Regions from separate parts of the Drosophila melanogaster genome. Here region 2 is linked to region 1. Evidence: chromatin contacts called from public ChIA-PET data. All regions are on one chromosome and are shown on one strand. Each heading gives the region's core, a stretch centred on a gene start, on an enhancer-like site or on the middle of the called end of the contact. The rest is flanking DNA. Distances are from core to core; before and after follow the strand shown.

The links. ChIA-PET counts read pairs in DNA pulled down with a chosen protein or histone mark.
Region 2: a contact with region 1 is called in an RNA polymerase II ChIA-PET map of the Kc167 cell line, with 8 times the contacts expected there. The contact joins two enhancer-like sites.

What each region holds. Positions count from the first base shown.
Region 1 is chr2L:20,146,925-20,150,796 of dm6, forward strand. No RefSeq gene overlaps it. Among named protein-coding and RNA genes, the nearest start is that of CG10651, 14 kb to the left of the region's middle. Within about 2 kb of position 1,632, at least 36 of the 39 cell types and tissues checked have an H3K27ac peak or open chromatin away from gene starts, as enhancers often do. A contact at or near this core is called in the Kc167 cell line, where this site is marked.
Region 2 is chr2L:20,202,828-20,206,699 of dm6, forward strand. No RefSeq gene overlaps it. Among named protein-coding and RNA genes, the nearest start is that of lncRNA:CR40341, 43 kb to the right of the region's middle. Within about 2 kb of position 2,159, at least 28 of the 39 cell types and tissues checked have an H3K27ac peak or open chromatin away from gene starts, as enhancers often do. A contact at or near this core is called in the Kc167 cell line, where this site is marked.

The DNA of each region.
Region 1 (3,872 bases), core at 382-2,881:
GGAGGGCAATCAACGAAAGTCAGGTGGCCGCAGTGACCTTGAGCTTCGAGTGCCACTTCCCATTTGGATATCAACTAATTATGATGAATAGGAAGTCGACAAATGTCATTTATTTGATTTTCTGACATTAATATACTTGCTAGGAAAAAGGACACGCGGAACACACCTATAAATCCAATAAATCGAATTGTTCAACCCTCTTAATTTGGGTATTGCTCTATGAAAGAGTACATATAGCTCCACTCCTTATAACAGTTTCTCAGTAAATTGAGAATACTTAAGACAGCCAATCTTTAAATTTAAGGTAAAAGAACTCATTATTTCGCATATAAAAATAGCAAGTCCCCCTGAGATAAATCCCAAAGTTACACCGAATGGCTACCCCACCTCTAGAATTGAGGGGATTTGTTGTACGTCATTGGCATGATAAAAATACGCCAGACAGCAGACAACCGACAACAGAATTGACTAGAAATTTATTTAAAGTCTTGGGCTTTGAGGCGTGTTATCCCTGTCAGATGTCGTTACCAGCGAAATTACAGCAACAACAAGGTAATTGAAGGAGGCACTGTGATGTGGTAAGGAAAAAACAGCAAAGTGTGTGCTGTTGCCAGTTGCCTAAACGTCCTCAGTAATTGACACTTATTGGATAGACCACCGCCATTAATCAAATCAGCGAGAAAAATTTCGAAGGATTCTCATTAGCCAGCGCGGAACATTGGGCCAAGAACATTGGCCAATTATTGGATTTTAAGGACGCCACCGAAGAGGCTCCATCATAGAACTTAGACTCTGTGGCACCACTCTCTTGGCCCGACCTTGAACTTTGTGTCGCCATTGCGTCGCCCATAAGCGTCAACAGCAAGAACATCAACAACTAGCTGGAACTTTCCACCGTAGCCAGTTTCACTTTTCGCGTTACCAGTTTTTATTCGCAACTTTTACTACTTCCTTCGCCGTTTTTACCCACTTGTTTACGCAGTTTATGTGTTTTCTTCTTTTAAATTTTATTTCGATTCAAATTAAAGTGTGCTGGCTGCACTCGATGCTGCAACTGCAGTTGAAACTTTTACTCTCTCTGGAATTTCCCCATGTTTTATTTGCGTGTATTTTTCTGTTTTGCTCATGTTGATTTTCATCGTGCCCCTGGGCTAAAGTTTTGGACAATTTTATTTCAACTCTGTGGTCTTTGTCATTTATTGGTGGCGGTTGTCTAAACTTGTAATGCCCTATAAGAAATGCACATGTGTGACTATATATGAGGAGAATCAGATAAGAAATTAATAATTATTAAAATCAATAATATGTAAGATGAAGGACACATTTAGGTTTGTGACACGTACCGCGCACATTAAAATATAATGATGAAACATGAGGAGGGAAAAGTTGAATTAAGCGACGAATAATGAATTAAATATGAATATAAATAACATATGATATACATATAAATATGAAATTAGGAATAGAACTAACTGAAGAATATGAATGAGAAAGAGATAAGATGAAATAATACAAAGGATGCGATTTAAATTTAAATATTTAAGCGCGTGCGCCAACATGCACGGTCGGAGGGTCACACTCGACCAAGCTGGCTGGCCACACTAATACAGGCAAATGCCACACAGGAGACGGGCACACTAATCCCAGTCGGGGCCTATATAAAGCGCGCGTCTGCCGTGCATTAGCCAGTCGGTATTTAGTAGTCAGCAGCGAAGTCATATGGACTAAATAAATCAGATGGTGCCTTTAATTTCCTGAAATCCGAGTCTATTGAGTAGTTTTTCTCATGTATAAAATGCTCTGATGGAGCTGTTAATTGCTCGGTTTCTTTTAAAATTACCGATCTGCATTTATCGCAACTGGATCCCTTAGCAATATATCCAACAAAATATCTACTGGAAGTTAATTCAATGGGTACATCATTGCACAAAAAGTTATCTATATTTTGGTCAAAGTACCTCTCATTGTCTTGCACGAATTTGGAAAATGATACAGAGTATTCTTGTTGCTGCATTTCTTTTTTTTTTCAACGAAAGGCTGATATATTATCGAATCGAACTTTATTGGCCACATAACATCATCATCTGACTCGCAATTCGACTTTTGTGAAAATTTAAAAATGTGTAGAGATATGAGCTTGGCAATTATTATATTAAATTCGTTAACTGAAGGATTTCTGCAAGTACCACCTTTTGCTCGAACGCACGCAAATATATTTTCAGGAGGATTAACCAGGGATTAACTCTACTAGTTAAAAAGAAAAAGTCTGTGTGATCCTTAAAGAGATCTTCTTTATCAGATGCATTCATTTCTTTAATAGATTCTTTAAGGGCTGAGTACAAACATTCGTTGTCTCCTGGCTGTAATTTTGTGATGCTGTTCCACTTTTGCAAAGATGATGGACTTGGAAAATTTAATTTCAGCGAGTCTCTTAAGAATATGTCGAAGTGGACCTGTAATATATGCTCTGAGCAAACAATTTTTCGCAATCATTCCATCCTGTATTTGTGCCCTTTTTTTCCTTAAGAAGCATTTTCATTTCCCGTTAAATTAATTTTATCTATTTCAGAATATATGTTTTTTTCGGTCTTGGATTCCAACCTAACTAATTTTCTTTTTAGATTTGAGTTTTCTTTCCTCAGCATTTTAATTCTAATTTGTCTCTCATCTGACAATTTTTTAAAACGGAAATATTTTTTTTGAAACACTTTTAATGTTTTCGGGTTTTTATGGCACTGCCGACAAACTTCAACAGGGGACTGTGAGCGGTGTCTTTTTCGTGGAGGTGATCTTACAGCATTTAAATTAATATCGGCATTATTGCAACTTTTATATTTTATAAGATTGCGATCTGGAATTGCCCCTTTCTTCAAATATTTAACCCCAATATCAACTGGGGAGAAATGATCTTGGCATAAAAACAGTGATAAAGTGCTCGCCACAAAATCTTCTGTAAATTGGCATTTTTCCCCCCATCTTATTAGCATTGTTGGATCCCTTTCAGGAAATCTAAACAATTTAAGAGCGGGGAAATCGCGCCTAGATTTCCGACAGTTGGATAAGCTGCACTTGTTCCCACTTATGTATCTTCTTTTTTCTTGGCCATATCCATTAGGTTATTCATTCAACTCAAACCTTTGTCGAAAAGCATCAGCGCGTTGTATTAGCGCGTCAAATTACGAAAATACGTAAACGTTTTCCGTATTTTACTTTTGCACCAAACCTTTTTTTTTTTAACGATCTATTTATTAATTTAAAATCTGTCCATGTGGACAATAATTAAATTTTTGGGGGGGGGGGGGGGGGGGGTGGTTGCATTAACTTAAGGGATTACAAAGTTGTAGATTGGTCGGGGGTTCATTGTTGTGGGTTATAGGTGGGGGAGATCAAGCGGGTGTTTTCTCTGGAGGCGTCTGATGGTTTCACTGTTATCCAGGAGGTTAATAGCCAGATGGTTAGGGTGGTTGTCCAGTCGTTTAGCGAATCTCTCGCTGAAGCGGGAGATCTACTCTGCTACCCATGGCATTCCAAGCTCCTTGTGGATAACGGAGTTTTAATGGTATGGGTGAGCGTCAGCGATTAGCCTCAGGCACTTGTTTTGGAAGCGCTGTATGCGGTTGCGGTTTGAGACGCTGGCAGTGCCCCACAGCTGAATCCCATAAGTCCAAATTGGCTTCAGGATGGCCTTGTACAGGAGGAGTTTTATGTTCTCCCTAAGTTTGGACCTTTTCCCGATGAGCCAGTGGAGTTGCTTGAGGCGCAGGTCAGCCTGGTGTCGTTTGGTGATTAGGTGGGGGCGCTAAGTGAGCCTCCGGTCTAGAGTCAATCCAAGGTATTTCGGGGAGCTTGAGGTTAGAATAGTTTCCCCGTTG
Region 2 (3,872 bases), core at 909-3,408, 56 kb after region 1:
CAAATAACAATCTTATATATTATTAAATAATACTTATACTTAATTGTTTTCTAGCTTATTATTATTTTGAAAATAAAAATTATATATTTATAAAAAATAGCAAAAGGGAAGCAAATATTAAGAACTAATAATATATAATATATAATATATAAGAAGGAATCTCTATTGCGAGTTGTTTAAGTTTTTCTAATAAGAATGCAAAAAAAAAGATCTGTAGATAGCCTCACAGATTTTGGGCATAATCTATTTCGTTTTTCAGTTATTATATTATCTGCTAGAGAAAACACTCTCTCAGCTGCTGCGCTAATGGCTGGTGTTGATAATAGTTTTAAAGCTAACTTTGACAAATGAGGGTAACAGCTTACATTATTTTTCCACCACTCAATTACTTCAAAATTTCGGGAGAACGGAACTCTTTGTCTACAATATCGTTCAATTTCATATAATGGAGTTTCAATGCAGTTGGAATTAGACGCAGTTACTAGCTTTGGGAAGAAGAATTCGTTAATTTCAAAAATATCTTCTTCCTGCAGATGTGCAGCGAATGGACATAAAAAAAACGCCACCTTATGTCATATGCTCAGATTTGGATAAATCGCACGAATATGTTCCAAAATTCTTTCTTTAAGCAATGCTGCTGCCGAAAGGCCTAAAACTTCAGTTTCACTTCATATTTTATTCACACTACCCCAGTTATCCAGAATGGACTTCATCATTTTGTTGTTTGATTTCCATCTAGTCGGGCATGCACTTTTCAAAGTTGTTTCTAAACTATGCTGCAAATACTTTACGATTTTTTTGCATGCTTTAAAAATTTTTTTTGATTTTTTTTTCATTGGCCTCGTCAAAAGATTTTTACTTACGATACTTTACGATTTTTTTGCATGCTTTAAAAATTTTTTTTGATTTTTTTTTCATTGGCCTCGTCAAAAGATTTTTCCAAAAATTTGACAACAGCTGACTGCTACAATTCAAACGGCTTGTGCCTTTTTTATATTTGCTCCCCTGTCAGTCACAAACTTAACATTGTCAATGTTCTCAACATTAAATTCCGAAAATAAACCTTTAATTTTCATTAAAATGTTTTTGGCAGTCGATTTTTGAAAATTAATTGATTTTAGTCCCAAAATCATGTCACAAAGTTTAAATTCTTTTCCGTAATGAAAAGTGATGGCCAAAAAGTTTCTTTGGACATGCTCGTCAGTCCACATGTTGACGGTCGCACTTGCTCCTCCGCTATCCACAGCTGTTTTTATCCCGGACGAGATTAGACTCCTCTTCTCTTCTGCATCCGATTTGGCCTTCCGACTTAATGTTGTTGGATCAGGTAGTAAGTCATCGACGTCTATCTGGTCCCCATAAACTGCGCCGATTTTTAGGAAAAACTTTACCAAATTTTTAAATCCTGCCCCGGTTACTGCAGAAAACGGACGACAATCTTCGTGCATTTTTCAATAGCTTCTTTTCTTATTTATTTCTTGTCGCTTTCTGAGACAATTTTTAATTCCGTTGGTCGTCTTAATATATGACAACATTTATGGCGGGATAAATTGGAGGTGTTTTTGTGTAAAAATTTGAGCACTTTCTGGCATTGGCTGCAGAACACCCATCCGTCTAGAACAGTTTCATCGTCCTGCTAGGTCACATAAAGTGCTACAAATAACACTTTTTCCTTTATGTTTATTGGCAACGGAGTAAGTTCCATTGTTAATTTTATTTTTAACGAAATCGGCCGTTTCTGCCATTATTTTGACCTTTTCCTTTTGCTTCCAAATCATACTGAATCCTAACACGCTAGTAAGTGCATAGTAAAAAACAAAAAAGGCCCAATCAACAGCCGAGACACTCGACCAAAGACACAAGAACTCAACAATCATTGGCTTATTTATTTTTCACATATCGCAAGCTGAATACTCTAAAGACAAATATTCTTATATAAAGTCATTTTTGAAATTTATTACGTGACATTATTTCTAAGCTATATTTAAATAATAATAACGTTAGAGCAATGCAAAACAAGAATTATTTACATGGTGCGAATTGATCAAAAATAATATACATAGATTTAAAGTGTAAGAACTTCTAAGATGAAGAGCATATTTTGTGAAATTTACACTGCATGAGCTCTCTCCGCTCTCTCGCTCTTGAACAAAAGTTCGAGAATGCCTGGGGCGACCTCTAGAGCCACGCCGAAAGAAACGCAAATAAAACGTATGGGAGTTACGGATCTTGTCTTTGACTCGAGTATCTACGATACCACCCGAGTATTTTTGCAAACACCCATGTGTTTAACGGTAAAGCCATAAGTGTTTTTGTTACTCATCTCTTTTAAGGCATTTGGCTTCTTCTGACTGTTTGCCTTCTCTATTCTTCGTTACGAGTAGCGAGTATGATCGGCGCCCGCGACGTAGAGTACCGTATTGATTCGGGTGCTCGCACAACGGGGTGCTTGTCTGCATGTGCAGATTTATACTGTGCGTTTGTAATAGAGATCGGCACCGGTGCCTGAGTTGAGCACTACAAGTATACTGGCATAATAACACATGTGCGACGGAATAAGACACACTCAAAAATGTACTCTGTCTCTTTCACGCGAGGAATTTTGGCACATTCCTTTCGTTTTCGTTTCGTCTGGAATGTCTTAAGCGGGATTATTACAGATGATGGATCAATTTTAAATGACTTGGTTCATTTTCATGTCGAAAAATCCTAAAATATGTTGACAATCAAACTTCAAATTTAGCCAGGCACAAATGTTGTCAATCTGTTAAGCAACCAACTGCCCTGCGGATTGTGTCTACTCCAGACAAAAAGGAGGCGTTGAATGCGGTTTCGAAGTGGACTGTTGGGGCCTGCCCCCCGTTTTCGGCTGTGACTGGATCCGGATTTAAGTCAATGGTCAAATTTTTTATAAAAATTGGTTCTACCTATGGAGAACTAGTGGACATCGACGAGCTGATTCCAAACCCTACAAGTATCGCTTGAAAATGCCAAAAAGAAGCTGAAGAGAAAAAGCCAGATCTTGGCACTGAGTTGAAGGAAGTTGTAAGTCGAGGGGGAGCATCACTGACTATGGATTTATGGACCGACAATTATATAAAAGTAACGATTATATGGAGTAACGATGCATTTCGAAAAGGATTTTCAAATGGTAAGCCTAATCTTGGGTCTTAAATCAATGGATTTCCAAAGATCAACTGCAGCAAATGTACGCAAGAAGCTAAAGTCCCTTCTGAACGAGTTCGATATAAAAAAAATGGAAAACATTAAATTTGTAGCAGACAGGGGTACTAATATAATTAAATCATTAGCAGCAGCCATTTATTTGCTAATGTTAGCAAGTGTTAGCTAGTTTTTTTATTTATTACTTAAAATCTGTCCTATTGGACAATAATTAAATTTTATGGGGGGGAAACATTAACGTAAGGGGAGTACTTGGAATGTACTTGGGTAGGGGTTAAGTATAATTATTAGTGTTGAGTAAGGTCAAGCGGGTGCGTTTTCTGCAGGCGTCTTAGGGATTGGCTATTATCCAGAATGTTGATGGCCAGGTGGTTGGGGTGGTTCTCCAGTCTGCTAGCATATCTCACACTGTGTCTGTAGATCTCGTCATCTACCCATGGAATTCCGAGCTCCTCGTGGATGGCGGAATTTCGTGGTAGGGATGGGCGTTGGAGACTATAGTCTTCTCTCGCAGTTTGGACTTTTTTCCGATGAGCCAGTGAAGTTGCTTAAGGCGTATGTTGGCCTGGATACGCTTCCTGTTGATGTGAGGGCCCCAAGTCAGCCTTCTGTCCAGGGTTAGCCCTAAGTAATTGGGGGTGCTGGTGGTAGGGATGGTGTCGCCGTCGAGTGTGACCGGGAGGCATTCT